Regions from separate parts of the Mus musculus genome. Here all the other regions are linked to region 2. The links are chromatin contacts, called in public ChIA-PET and HiChIP or PLAC-seq maps. All regions are on one chromosome and are shown on one strand. Each heading gives the region's core, a stretch centred on a gene start, on an enhancer-like site or on the middle of the called end of the contact. The rest is flanking DNA. Distances are from core to core; before and after follow the strand shown. Region 1 overlaps Pakap (paralemmin A kinase anchor protein). Region 2 holds the start of D630039A03Rik (RIKEN cDNA D630039A03 gene). Region 3 overlaps Pakap (paralemmin A kinase anchor protein).

The links. ChIA-PET counts read pairs in DNA pulled down with a chosen protein or histone mark. HiChIP or PLAC-seq counts read pairs in DNA pulled down with a chosen protein or histone mark.
Region 1: a contact with region 2 is called in an RNA polymerase II ChIA-PET map of memory CD8 T cells, with 41 read pairs. The contact joins the enhancer-like site here to the promoter of D630039A03Rik in region 2. A contact is called at or near these places in 3 of 484 Hi-C or Micro-C datasets (CD8 T cells, embryonic stem cells and muscle stem cells), 4 of 115 datasets of contacts at active chromatin or transcription factors (CD8 T cells, cardiomyocytes, embryonic stem cells and 1 more) and 2 of 9 other capture datasets (adipose tissue and liver).
Region 3: a contact with region 2 is called in an HNF4G HiChIP or PLAC-seq map of pancreatic cancer cells. The contact joins the enhancer-like site here to the promoter of D630039A03Rik in region 2. A contact is called at or near these places in 4 of 115 datasets of contacts at active chromatin or transcription factors (embryonic stem cells, large pre-B cells, memory CD8 T cells and 1 more) and 2 of 9 other capture datasets (adipose tissue and liver).

Annotation. Positions count from the first base shown.
Region 1 is chr4:57,832,224-57,835,963 of GRCm38.p6, forward strand. The region is part of intron 7 of Pakap (paralemmin A kinase anchor protein); the gene reads left to right. Among named protein-coding and RNA genes, the nearest start is that of Gm26138, 43 kb to the right of the region's middle. Within about 2 kb of position 1,993, at least 53 of the 459 cell types and tissues checked have an H3K27ac peak or open chromatin away from gene starts, as enhancers often do. A contact at or near this core is called in CD8 T cells, embryonic stem cells and memory CD8 T cells, where this site is marked.
Region 2 is chr4:57,914,965-57,918,320 of GRCm38.p6, forward strand. D630039A03Rik (RIKEN cDNA D630039A03 gene) reads right to left here and starts at 1,300. Exons shown (of 2, transcript NM_178727.2): 1 at 633-1,300. The coding sequence starts at 831. It overlaps Gm42293 (a long non-coding RNA gene), which reads left to right and starts at 1,544. Exons shown (of 5, transcript XR_881308.3): 1 at 1,544-1,773; 2 at 2,591-2,770; 3 at 3,034-3,110; 4 at 3,241-3,329.
Region 3 is chr4:57,813,356-57,816,845 of GRCm38.p6, forward strand. All of the region lies in intron 7 of Pakap (paralemmin A kinase anchor protein), which reads left to right. Among named protein-coding and RNA genes, the nearest start is that of Gm35099, 60 kb to the left of the region's middle. Within about 2 kb of position 2,131, at least 15 of the 459 cell types and tissues checked have an H3K27ac peak or open chromatin away from gene starts, as enhancers often do. A contact at or near this core is called in pancreatic cancer cells, where this site is marked.

The DNA.
Region 1 (3,740 bases), core at 743-3,242, 82 kb before region 2:
GGCGGCGAATGTGTGTTTTTAATTAAGACCTGCAAGTTAAATAAATAAAATGTATTTTGTTCTGGTTTGTTTTCTGGTTTCAGGTGCCTTAAAATAATGGCAAGTGTAGAAGTGGCTTGCTGAGCCAAAGTGCTCGCAAATCATTTTGCTGTCGGTTGTTGCACGTATGTTTGTGGCAGGATAAATCCAGCCGCCCAGATTCTGTGCCCCAATTAACTGCATAGTGGCTTCAGGAGTTGTGACCCACCTTGCTTCCTGAGTGCAGAGGTTTGGTTTTGAGAGGTGAACATGTGTTACCACACAATGCTGTGAGCGTGTCTGACACCACCGGCTTGTTCATTTTAAATGCTTGAAACAGGAAGTAGTATGCTCTATACTGCTCCACGGATTTTTTTTAGTTATTCTTAAATAATTTTTTTTGTCTTATGTGGGTTAGTGCTTTGCCTACATGTGAGGGTGTCAAACCCCCTAAACTGGAGTTACAGACAATTGTGAGCTGCCGGGTGGGTGCTGGGAATGGAACTCTGGAAAGCAGCCAGTTTGCTTAACCATCTGAGCCATCTCTCCAGCCCCGCACCACAGGTTTTTAAAAGTATATAAGAATTACAACCTCCCCTACCCCGCCAACAACCACTGACAGACAAAGTGTGTAAGGCTAGGACAAAAGCCTAACAGAGTTTCCCCTAACACTATACACTTAAGTCACCCGGCTCAATAAAGCAGTCCTTTAAAATACAATTTAGTAATTGCAGTCGTTGACTTGTAATTTGAAAGATTGCCAAGTGTTACTGAAACTTCAGAAACCTCCAGAGGTTAAAGGTTATGGTCAGGGTGGGGGGATTTCAAATCTGAGAGAAAACAAAGGAAGAGGCCTCTTTAGCCCTAGAGGAGACCTGGGTGATGGTGACAATGACAGCCCCTGACTGTGATTGATGACATTTGCAAAAGCAAACTATCCTCAGGGACCATCTGCTCTAACCTGGAAGGCTCTCCAGAAAGACCTGCAGCCTTTGATGAACCAGATGCTATGTCACCAGGCTGCATCATAGGGGAGCGGGTTTGCCCCAACCTCTGTTTGCAGAGCCTAAATGACTTTGCAGAAACAGAACTAAGGGGCTCACATGGGTGGAGCCACACACAGCAATGGGCGGGGCCAGAGAGATGTCTCTGGAAAGGAGGTAAGGTTCGAAAAGGGTGTCTGCTCCATAATTTCGTTGAGGGAGGGAGTATTGTTTTATTTTGGTTTGATTTAAGTCTAGGCTCAAAGAGAAAAAGAAAACACATATGATCTAGAAATTCCATCTCTGGATATGCAGCTAATATGAAGGAGTCTGTTGAAGATATGTCTGTAGTCATAGCAACATTATCCATAATAGCAAAACCGGAGTCAACCAACGTAAGTGTCCATGTATGGGTGAAGAGAGGATTGTGGTGTCAGAGTCTGCACGCTCTCACTCACAGGCAAATAGAAGAAACACTGAAGTCACAGAAGCCCAGGGAAGCAGCCGTTATGGCAGAGTACCTTGGAGTTTGGGGTGGAGAATTCAGAATGCAAAGTCGACATTTTTGCTGAATGCCCGTCATTTTCACATCTTTGAAAAGGAAGATGTTCATCTAGGCCTAGGGGTCCAGGCCTGTAATCTCAGTTGTATGGGAGGGAGTTTACAAGGAGATGAGTTCAAGACCTACCTATTTTATATAGTCTTGGTTACTTAGCAAGATACTGTCTTCAAATAAAAAATTAAGTTTAAAATGGGCTATGGCTGTAGCTCAAGCTCTAGGTTTGATCCATAGGATGAGAGTGCGCACGCGCGCACAACACACACACACACACACACACACACAGAGAGAGAGAGAGAGAGAGAGAGAGAGAGAGAGAGAGAGAGAGAGAGAGAGAGACGTAAAAACCTCTCAAGTTGAGCCAGTGTAGGGCAGGATGTCTGTACATCAAAGCAACACTTTGGCTGAGGTCACCCTTTTGGTCCCTACACCCACCCAGCACCTCCCAGCTTGAACTGTTTGTAGGATGTGCTCCCAAGACGTCAAGCCCCCACTACCCCTGTCACTGCAATTTCCTGTTCTTAGATCCCCCAACCCCCCACCTTCTCTGTCCTGCCTGTCTGGGGAGAGGTCCACTTCCGGAATGGCCTGGCTGTTCCAAGTTCTTAGCTATTGTACTGGAACCTGTGTACAAGACAAACAGACATTCTTGGGAGGGGCTCCTAGTCTATCTGGAGAATTCCAGCCACTCAGCTGGAGAAAACTCACTCACCTAGCGAGTTAAGGGAGACGGAGAATGCCAGGCATCCTGAGGGGTGGTGGCCAAGCCCAGCCTTTTCTCCTAGCTAAGGTTCTGTGAAGGGTCTCCTACACATTGCTTGTTTTTCTAGATCCCATTGGTTAGTTTGTGTGGGTGTGTATGTGCCACAGCATGAAAGAGCAGTTCTCTTCCTACCTTGGGTTTCTTAGAGTTGGGACGGAGGTCATCAAGTTTGACTATAAGTACATTTACCAGCTGAGCCATCTTGTCTACCCTCTAGTTTATTCTTTATTTGTTGTTTTTGTTTTGAGACAAGGTTTCACAGGTTTTGAGACAGGCCTAGGACTCCCTATGGAAACCAGGCTGGCCCGAAACTCATAGAAATCTGCTCTTCTCTGCCCCCCTAGTGTTAGGATTAAACCATTTTTTTCTTAGGATTTATTTTTGTGAGTATTTTGCTTGTGTATATGAACATGCGTGCCTGGTGTCCACAGCATTGGATCCCCAGGACAGATAGTTATGAGCCTCCTTGTGGGTTCTGGGAACTGAACCCAGGTCCTCTCACCCCACTCCTCCACCCCCACCCCCCAAATCATTTCTCCTACCCTCTCCAGTTCATTCTTTATCAAGCCTTAGCATACTGTGTGTTGTGGGGCAGAAGACACTGGTGTGCTAAGGTGCATGTCTCCATAGCATCGAGAAAAGAAACAGGGCTTAGTTCTGTCCTGCTCTGCCAGAACTTGCTATGTGTCTTTGGGCAAATTACTTCTATTCTGAGCTTCAGTGTCTTCATCTGTGAAATGGGATTAGCATGTCTCACTGCTGGAAGAGTAGAAAGACAGCAGAAGTCAAACTCTAGAAGTCTGTGTAGCAAAAATGCCTACACAGTGTGGATTAGGTTAATAACTGCTCCATTATTCTTATCTGTACCATTTGTTTTCTATAATGCCAATACCCAGAAAGTGTGCATGCACGCTTGCACGCACGTGTACACACACACACACAAATTCGAGGTTCTATTTCCTAGAATTAATATATAGGAAACATTTTTGTTCTACGCCCCTTGAGCACTGACTTCTGGACTCCCACACCTACACCCATACCAAAATCAAGCTCCATATGTAAAAATGACATGGGATTTGCCTACCATGTTCAATCTCTTCTAGATTCCTTCTAATACCCAACACGGTGTAAATGCTGTGTACAGATTGGTGTAATGTGCTGTTTTAGAGAATAACATGTGGGAAGAGTCTGTACCAGTTTGGTACCATCACAGAGTTCTATTTTCCAGCCATGGTTGTTTGAATCCATTCACAGGGAACCTAGAACTATGCGGGGCTGGCAGAAGGTGAAGAAGGAGAAAAAGGATCCAGGGGCCAGTCCTGCTTGTTAGATGAGCCTCAAGTTCAGGTTGTCCCAGCTTCTACTTTTACATGTGAAAAAGAGTTAGTGGCTGAAGGCTGCCTTGCCTCCAGCTTCG
Region 2 (3,356 bases), core at 50-2,549:
GCTGGAATGGACCCCAGATCCTCTCTGCAAGAGCAACGCTGTGATCTTAACCACAGCCCCCCATCTTTTATCTTTCCACCGGCTTTGGTTTGGTTTAGTCTGGAGGGGGCATGGGGGAAGGTAAACTCAGGCTTTGTCCCAAGCCTGTGCAGAACCGCTCTGTGCTAAGGTGTGATACCTATCACTGTAGAATGTAGAACTCTTTGCCTGCTTGAGCCCTGAATCCTGACTCAGCCAGTTGCTCTAAAATTGGGACTCCCCATCTTTCTTCTGCAAAGCCATTCTCTCTGTTTTGCCTGTGGATCCAGTCAGGAGGCTGACTCTCCATCATCCTACTTAGCCTAGTAGGAGGGTGCCAAGACTGCTCACCTGACCAACCAGTCAAGCCAGATCAGAATTAGGGGAAAATAGACACGGAGACCAGGAACAGTGGCCGTTGGCCAAATGCTTGGCAGAGAGGCCTCTGTTCCTTTGGCTAAGAAACAGGCTGGGCACAGCCACCCTGATCAAGCTTCCGTGGCTCGGTGCTGACTGGGTCAGCAAACAGCTTTTTTCTTCCTCTCCGTGGACTTTCAGTCCCCCCGGTTCCACCCACAGAAGTTCCCCCCTCTGCAACACACGCCCAGCCCTACCTTTAGGGAACACCATTAGGTGGGCCTGGGTCCTCTGCTGTTTCCTCAGACCTTCATACTGGGCACGAAGAAACTGGATGTTTACAGGAGGCCCTTGACCTGGCGCCTGAGTCCTGGAACCCTCAGCCATTAAGCAGGTCCCCAGTTCCAAGAACTTGGGTAGAGCAGGGCACGGGCAGGCCAACCCTTTCATCCGCATCCGGGAGAAGAGCAAACACTGAGGGCTGAGGCAGGGGGAGGGGAGGAGAAAAGAAGTGTAGACGGTAGCGTGAAAGAAAGAGAAGAAGAACAGGGAGCAAGGAGAGAAGCTGGCAAGATACGGGGGGAGAGAGAAGGAGAAACGGAAGGGACAAGATCGGGGAGGTGGGGAGAGGAAGAGTGGGGAACAGTTAGTTCTTAACTAAAGAGGAGGATTCGGAGAGGGGCTGAAAAGGGGGCAGCGGAAAGACAAGGAGAGAATGGAGTGAGGAGCGGTTAAGAGCAGAGAGTGGGGTGGGCAGGAGGAGAAGGTGGGGAGGGTTGAAGAGCCACAGGTAGGAGTTGAGCGAGCGAGGGATCCAGCTCAGCTGCTGCGCTCTTTCTCAGTCCAGGGAGCTTTTATTCCAGACGGCTTCCTTGAGTGATGGTCAAGCTTAGAAAGCCGTTCCGAGGGCCACCGTGAGATTCCAGTTTCCTGGCAGAGCCGAGCTGGTCTGAGGAGTGCCAGGTGCCTGCTCAGTTCACAGATTTTGAACTTGACTTAGCAGGTCATCAAAACCTGCTGGCTTAATGAGCAACCACCACAAAAAAAAAGAAACAGCTTCTGCAACTTCAAAAGCTGGGGCTCCGATGTGTACAAGGTCACCCTAAGGTTTGAAGGCAGCCCCCAGCACACCTCTCAGATAAAAACTCCGGCATAAAGTCTGCCATAGAGACAGAGTCCAGGGTAGCCCTGGCTTCCCGCCAACCCCACCTCTTTGACATTTGAGCAGCCTTTGTGGTCTTGGCTTTTTCCAACTAAGTAACAAGTGGGTGTTTATTTTGCCCACAGCTACGTGCACCCTCACCCCCTTTTTGCCAGCCCTATCATTTCTGCGAATGGCAGACACTGCCTCTTCTTACACTAGCCGTGATCTATCCCTGCTCTGCTCTGCTTACTCAAGTAAGTGCGATTCTTTCTCCTAAGGCAATCCTTACCACTGGCCACTCTTGCAGAGCAATGGGTAGGGGATGGAGGAGGGTAAATCTTCAAAGAGTAGTCAAGGTAGTTCACTGGGGCTGCCATCACAAAGTCTCACAAACTGGGTGGTTTAAACATCAGACATTGTTCTATTTGTTTCAGAGACTATAAATCCAAGATCACGTGTGATCAGAGTCCGATCCTGTGGGAGAGTGTTCTATAAACCTTGACTAGCTCCTGCTGGCTTGCTTTTGCAGCCTGGTGGCCTTCATTTTTATGAAGGAATCACTTCACCTTTGTCTCGTTGTAATGTTCTCATGTTGAAATTTTCCCCTTTTATAAGGACACCAGTCACTGGATTAGTGCTTAGCCTGATAACCTCATCTTAATTTAACTAATTAAATTGGCAATAAACCTACTTCCTAGTAGGGCACATTGCAGGCTCCAGATTTAAGATGGCAGCAAGAGAACTGGAACTGAGCTGGTAAGATTTAGCTTTTGTTGGGTAGACCATGACAGTACCATTCAGGGAAACAGGAAGGAAGGGAGAGATGACCGGGGAGGAGCAACAGGGGACTAGTTTTAGATGTTATAGTTGGGGTGTCTTTGATCTTTCTGGCAGCAGGAGGGAGCCAGATGGTGCAGGGTGCTTTGTGGGGAAATCTCACTTGAAAATGCCATTCGTTTTGAAAAAGATAATTTGTTATTGGGAAGATTTTATTGTTAGGAATATATAGAATCAAGAAGTGATCCTAGATTGATCTCTGCCTTCCTCCCTCGCTCCCTCCCTTCCTTTCAGGAGTTATATGTACACATTTGTACGGATACACATGCCCATGTGTGTGTATGCATGTGTGCATGGAAGTCAAAGGTTGATGGCACAGGTGTGGGCATCATGATTCTGAGGTGGTCTTCTGCTGATCTTGAAATGCACCAGTTTGGTGAGGCTGTCTGGCCAATGTGCTCCAAGGACCTACAGGTGGGTATGTTCCCAGTGTTGGCCTTATAGACTCATGTCACCTGGCCTTGCCTTTATGCTGAGCTGGAGAGCTGCACTCAGCTCCTCTTGCTTGCACACAAGCACTTAACCAACTGAGGCATCTCCCTTCCCTCCCACTCTCCCTCCCTCCTTCCCTCCCTCCTTCTCCCCTCCTTCCCTCTTTCCCTTAGTTCCTTTCTTCCTTATTTTCTTTGTCTTTTTTTTTTTAATTTAAAAAAATTTTAAATTCTTTTACTTTTTAGACAGTTTCACTTTGTAGCCCAAACTGGTCTGGAACTCAATGTTATCTATCCTCCTGTATCGGACTCCCGTGCCCACTGTGAGTGCTAGGATTATGGGTACATGCCATGCCTGCCTTTCCTTCTGTTAGTTTCCCATTAGCATACCATGTTCACATAGAGATGCCCCCCTTTATACTCTATTTTCTTCCCCCTCCTCTCTTATCTCAGGGCTTCCTTCTCTTCCATGCTCTGGTGGAAGAGCATGTGGCAGACTTTGTTCACATTAAGGCAGAAGCAGAGAGGAACAGGAACCAAGGGTGGGTATAGCCTCCAATAGCCATCCC
Region 3 (3,490 bases), core at 881-3,380, 100 kb before region 2:
GGAGAGAAAGCCAAAACCCTCCTGAGTAGTTTGCATGGTTTGCCAGGCACTAGCTGGTTCCCCGCCTTCCCAGCTGACAGCTGAGGACTGGGGAGTTTCGTGTGTGTGTGTATGTGTGTGTGTGTGTGTGTGTGTGTGTGTGTGTGTGTGTGTTTAACTTCTCTGTCTGCCTTCTGTCTTCTAACATTTTATTTTAAAGCTACAATTTTCTATCCAGTCAGACTCTTGATGAAGGTGAAGGCAGAATTGGGAAAGTATTCAGGAAATGACTATAGCTGGAGAGGAAGCAAACTAGGAAGAAAAATAGCTAGTGATACAGGAAGTAGGAGACCCAGCCATGAAAGAGACCGGAAATGTCTAGATGCTGATGGTGGGGAACCCCAGAGCAACAGCTGTACTTCCTAACAGTGCTACAGGTTTGTGAGGTGGTTTTGTTCATCCGGTGGATTGGCCAAGTACCCAAGACAGCTCGCTGCCAGGAGAAGAAATTTGGAGGTTAAGTTAGTGTGCTGCTTGACTGTGACTGTTAGTCATGATACAACCTATCATCCATGAAGGGTCTTCTCAGTACGTAGCCCTGGCTGGCCTGGAACTTGCTATGCAGACCATTCTGCCCTTGTATTCACTATCTACTTTTCTCCCTGGCTGGGAAGTTGGTCCTCCCCTCTCTCCAAACCCCTCCTCCCCCCCATATCCTCCCAAGCAGGGTTTTTGTGTGTAATAGCTCCGACTGTCCTAGAACTTGCTTTGTGGATCACCCTGGCCTTGAACTCAGAGATCTGCCTCTTGAGTGGTGATTGAAGGTGTGCACCACCAAACCTCGATTTGGGAAGGAAATCTTAATGAGGAATTATCTAGATTAGGTAGGCCTATGGGACAGTCTATTGGAGTGTGTCTTGGCTGGTAATTGATATAGGAAGACCCTGAATGTGGGTGGCACCATTTTTATAGCCAGGGTCCTGCACTGTCTAATTTAAGAGAAAGCTAGCCAAGTATCAATCAGAGAAGCAAGGCCCTGGCCCTGTCTCTCCGTTTCTCACTGTGGACATATTGTGACTGGCTGCTTGAGTCCCTGCCTTGATTTCCCTGCAAGGATGGACTATAACCTGGATTGTAAGCCAAGGAAACTCTTTCCTCCCTTATGTCAGTATCTGTTAGGTTACTTACACAGCAACAGATGTTAGAATAAAATAAACTAAAATAAAATAAAGAGCTATATAAAGTACTACTGAAAGGTTAGGGGTACATACGGCTCAAAGGTGGAGCACTTGGAATTGGGACGTGAGGGAGCCCTGGTTGTGATCTCTCAACACTGGAGAGCAAAACTGAAGCTGAGGAAATAACTGTTACTCATTCAGGAGAAAACAGGAGGACCATCAGGAAAGAAAATGTATTACAATTTACTATGTCACTCAGTGGGAGGTACTGTGGTCTCCCTGAAGAGTTTGCTCTTTGTTAAGTTTCCTTGTCGTTATGTTGGGAAGGTTGCTCTCATGCAGTGAAGGCATACATAGGAAAAAATTACTGATTCCTCAATAAAGTCAATAATTAATGTCATCAACTGAGTAACTGCAAAAAGTATAAAATCATTACCAAAAACAACCTGAAAGATTGGCGCCGGGAAGAATTGTAGAAGGAGGGATGGACTTGAGGGACCGGAGGCTTACTAAGTCTGTGCCTATATAACTTAACAAAGGCAGCCATTAGAATGACAGAGATCGTGAGAACTGTAGAGCGAGGACCTGGAGGATGTGCTCCAGCAAGGTGAACATGTGAAGGAAGAAAGCAGCAGGCAGATGTGCAGAAAATCGGGGGTCCTCCTCAGGGAACGATCCGGTGACGTGACGAGGTCCTCTGGAACAAAGAAGACAAGATACATTTTCTGATGCACTAACCATCCAAAAAGTCTGGCGCTGTACACCTTCAATCCCAGCACAGAGGGGACAGAGGCAGGTGGACCATTGAATTTGAGGCCAGCCTGGTCTATAGATTGCGTTCCAGAATAGCCAAGGCTACACACAAAGAAACCTTGTCTTGGAAAAAAAAAATCCTTCTGAAAGGTTGCATGGCTCTGGAGTTCTGAAATGGTTAATAAATAACCGGAAAACTCAACAAGGGAGGACTATGGGTGTTGAAAGAAACAAACAAACCAGGAAATATGACACTAAAAACTGTACTGCTGTATACAGTACTGCTTAGGTAAGCAGAACAAAATGCACGCTTGTGACCATAGAAACATGTAAGAATAATGAATCACAAGCTCTTAAGCAAATATACATGAGAGGCCAAAGGGGAAAGCCAGTCAATAGTGTCTAAACTGATAAAATGAAAAAGTAATATTATCCAAACATTATATTTAGAGAGGAGTAGGAGGTTGAGACATGGTTCAGTGCTTAAGAGCACTTGCCACAATTCCAGAGGGCCTGGGTTCGATTCCCAGCACCTATGTCAGATAGCTTACAAGTGCCTATAACCGTAGCTGCAGGGGACCTGACGCCCTTGTATGGTTTCTGCAGGTACCTGCACTCATGCACACACCCACACACAGACACACACACGTGCAAACACACAGTTAAAAATATTAAAAATAAGCCGGGTGAGGTGGTACACTTCTTTAATCCCAGAACTTGGAAGACAGAGGGAGGCAGATCTCTGTGACTCTGCTCTACTAGTACAGTCAGGATAGCAAGACTATACTAATAATACTAGTATGAGCTAATAATAATAATAATAATAATAATAATAATGATGATGATGATGATGATGATGATTTAGGAAGTAATAAATGCCGTAAGAGAAAATGACAAAGGGTTAGAGTTGTGTAAGACTTACTCTTCATTATGAAAGAGCTGTCTGTGAGTGTCCAGCACGGAGCAAGCACTGTTTTCTTGCTGAGCATCCGAAGTGTGGTTGACCAGATGCACATAAACAGCGCCTTGCAAAGCTATAGAGAACCAACACGGCATTCCTTGTTCTGGTTCGTACATACAGTCATTAGCACATAGCGTTGGTTTACATGCTATGACTGCATCAGCCTGCAGCCTTCCTGCAGCCTTTGGCAGGCACATCAGTCTGAACCTCATTGACACCGTTTGGCATCTGGACACAGGCAGCATTTTCCACCCCTGTCCTACATTGTATATTTATTTGTCTCGGGTGTTAGTATCTGAGAACCAAACCCCAAATCCTTGGCATTCAAGGGCTGTGGATTCTAGGATTTTATATAACACACACACACACACACACACACACACACACACACACACACCATATACCACACACACATACACACACACTTCACCCATTGCTCTGACCTTTCAGCTGTCGGCAAATGCATCTTCTCAGCCCCAGTGTCTTCCTATTACTCTTCTTGTGTCTCATAGAAGCCTATCATACCCCACCATGTCCCTTACCACCACTGCTCCAGTAAATCTTTCCTGCATAGGAACCCCTGTCCTTCCCTCACTGTACAGTTTGTTCAGCCTCCCTG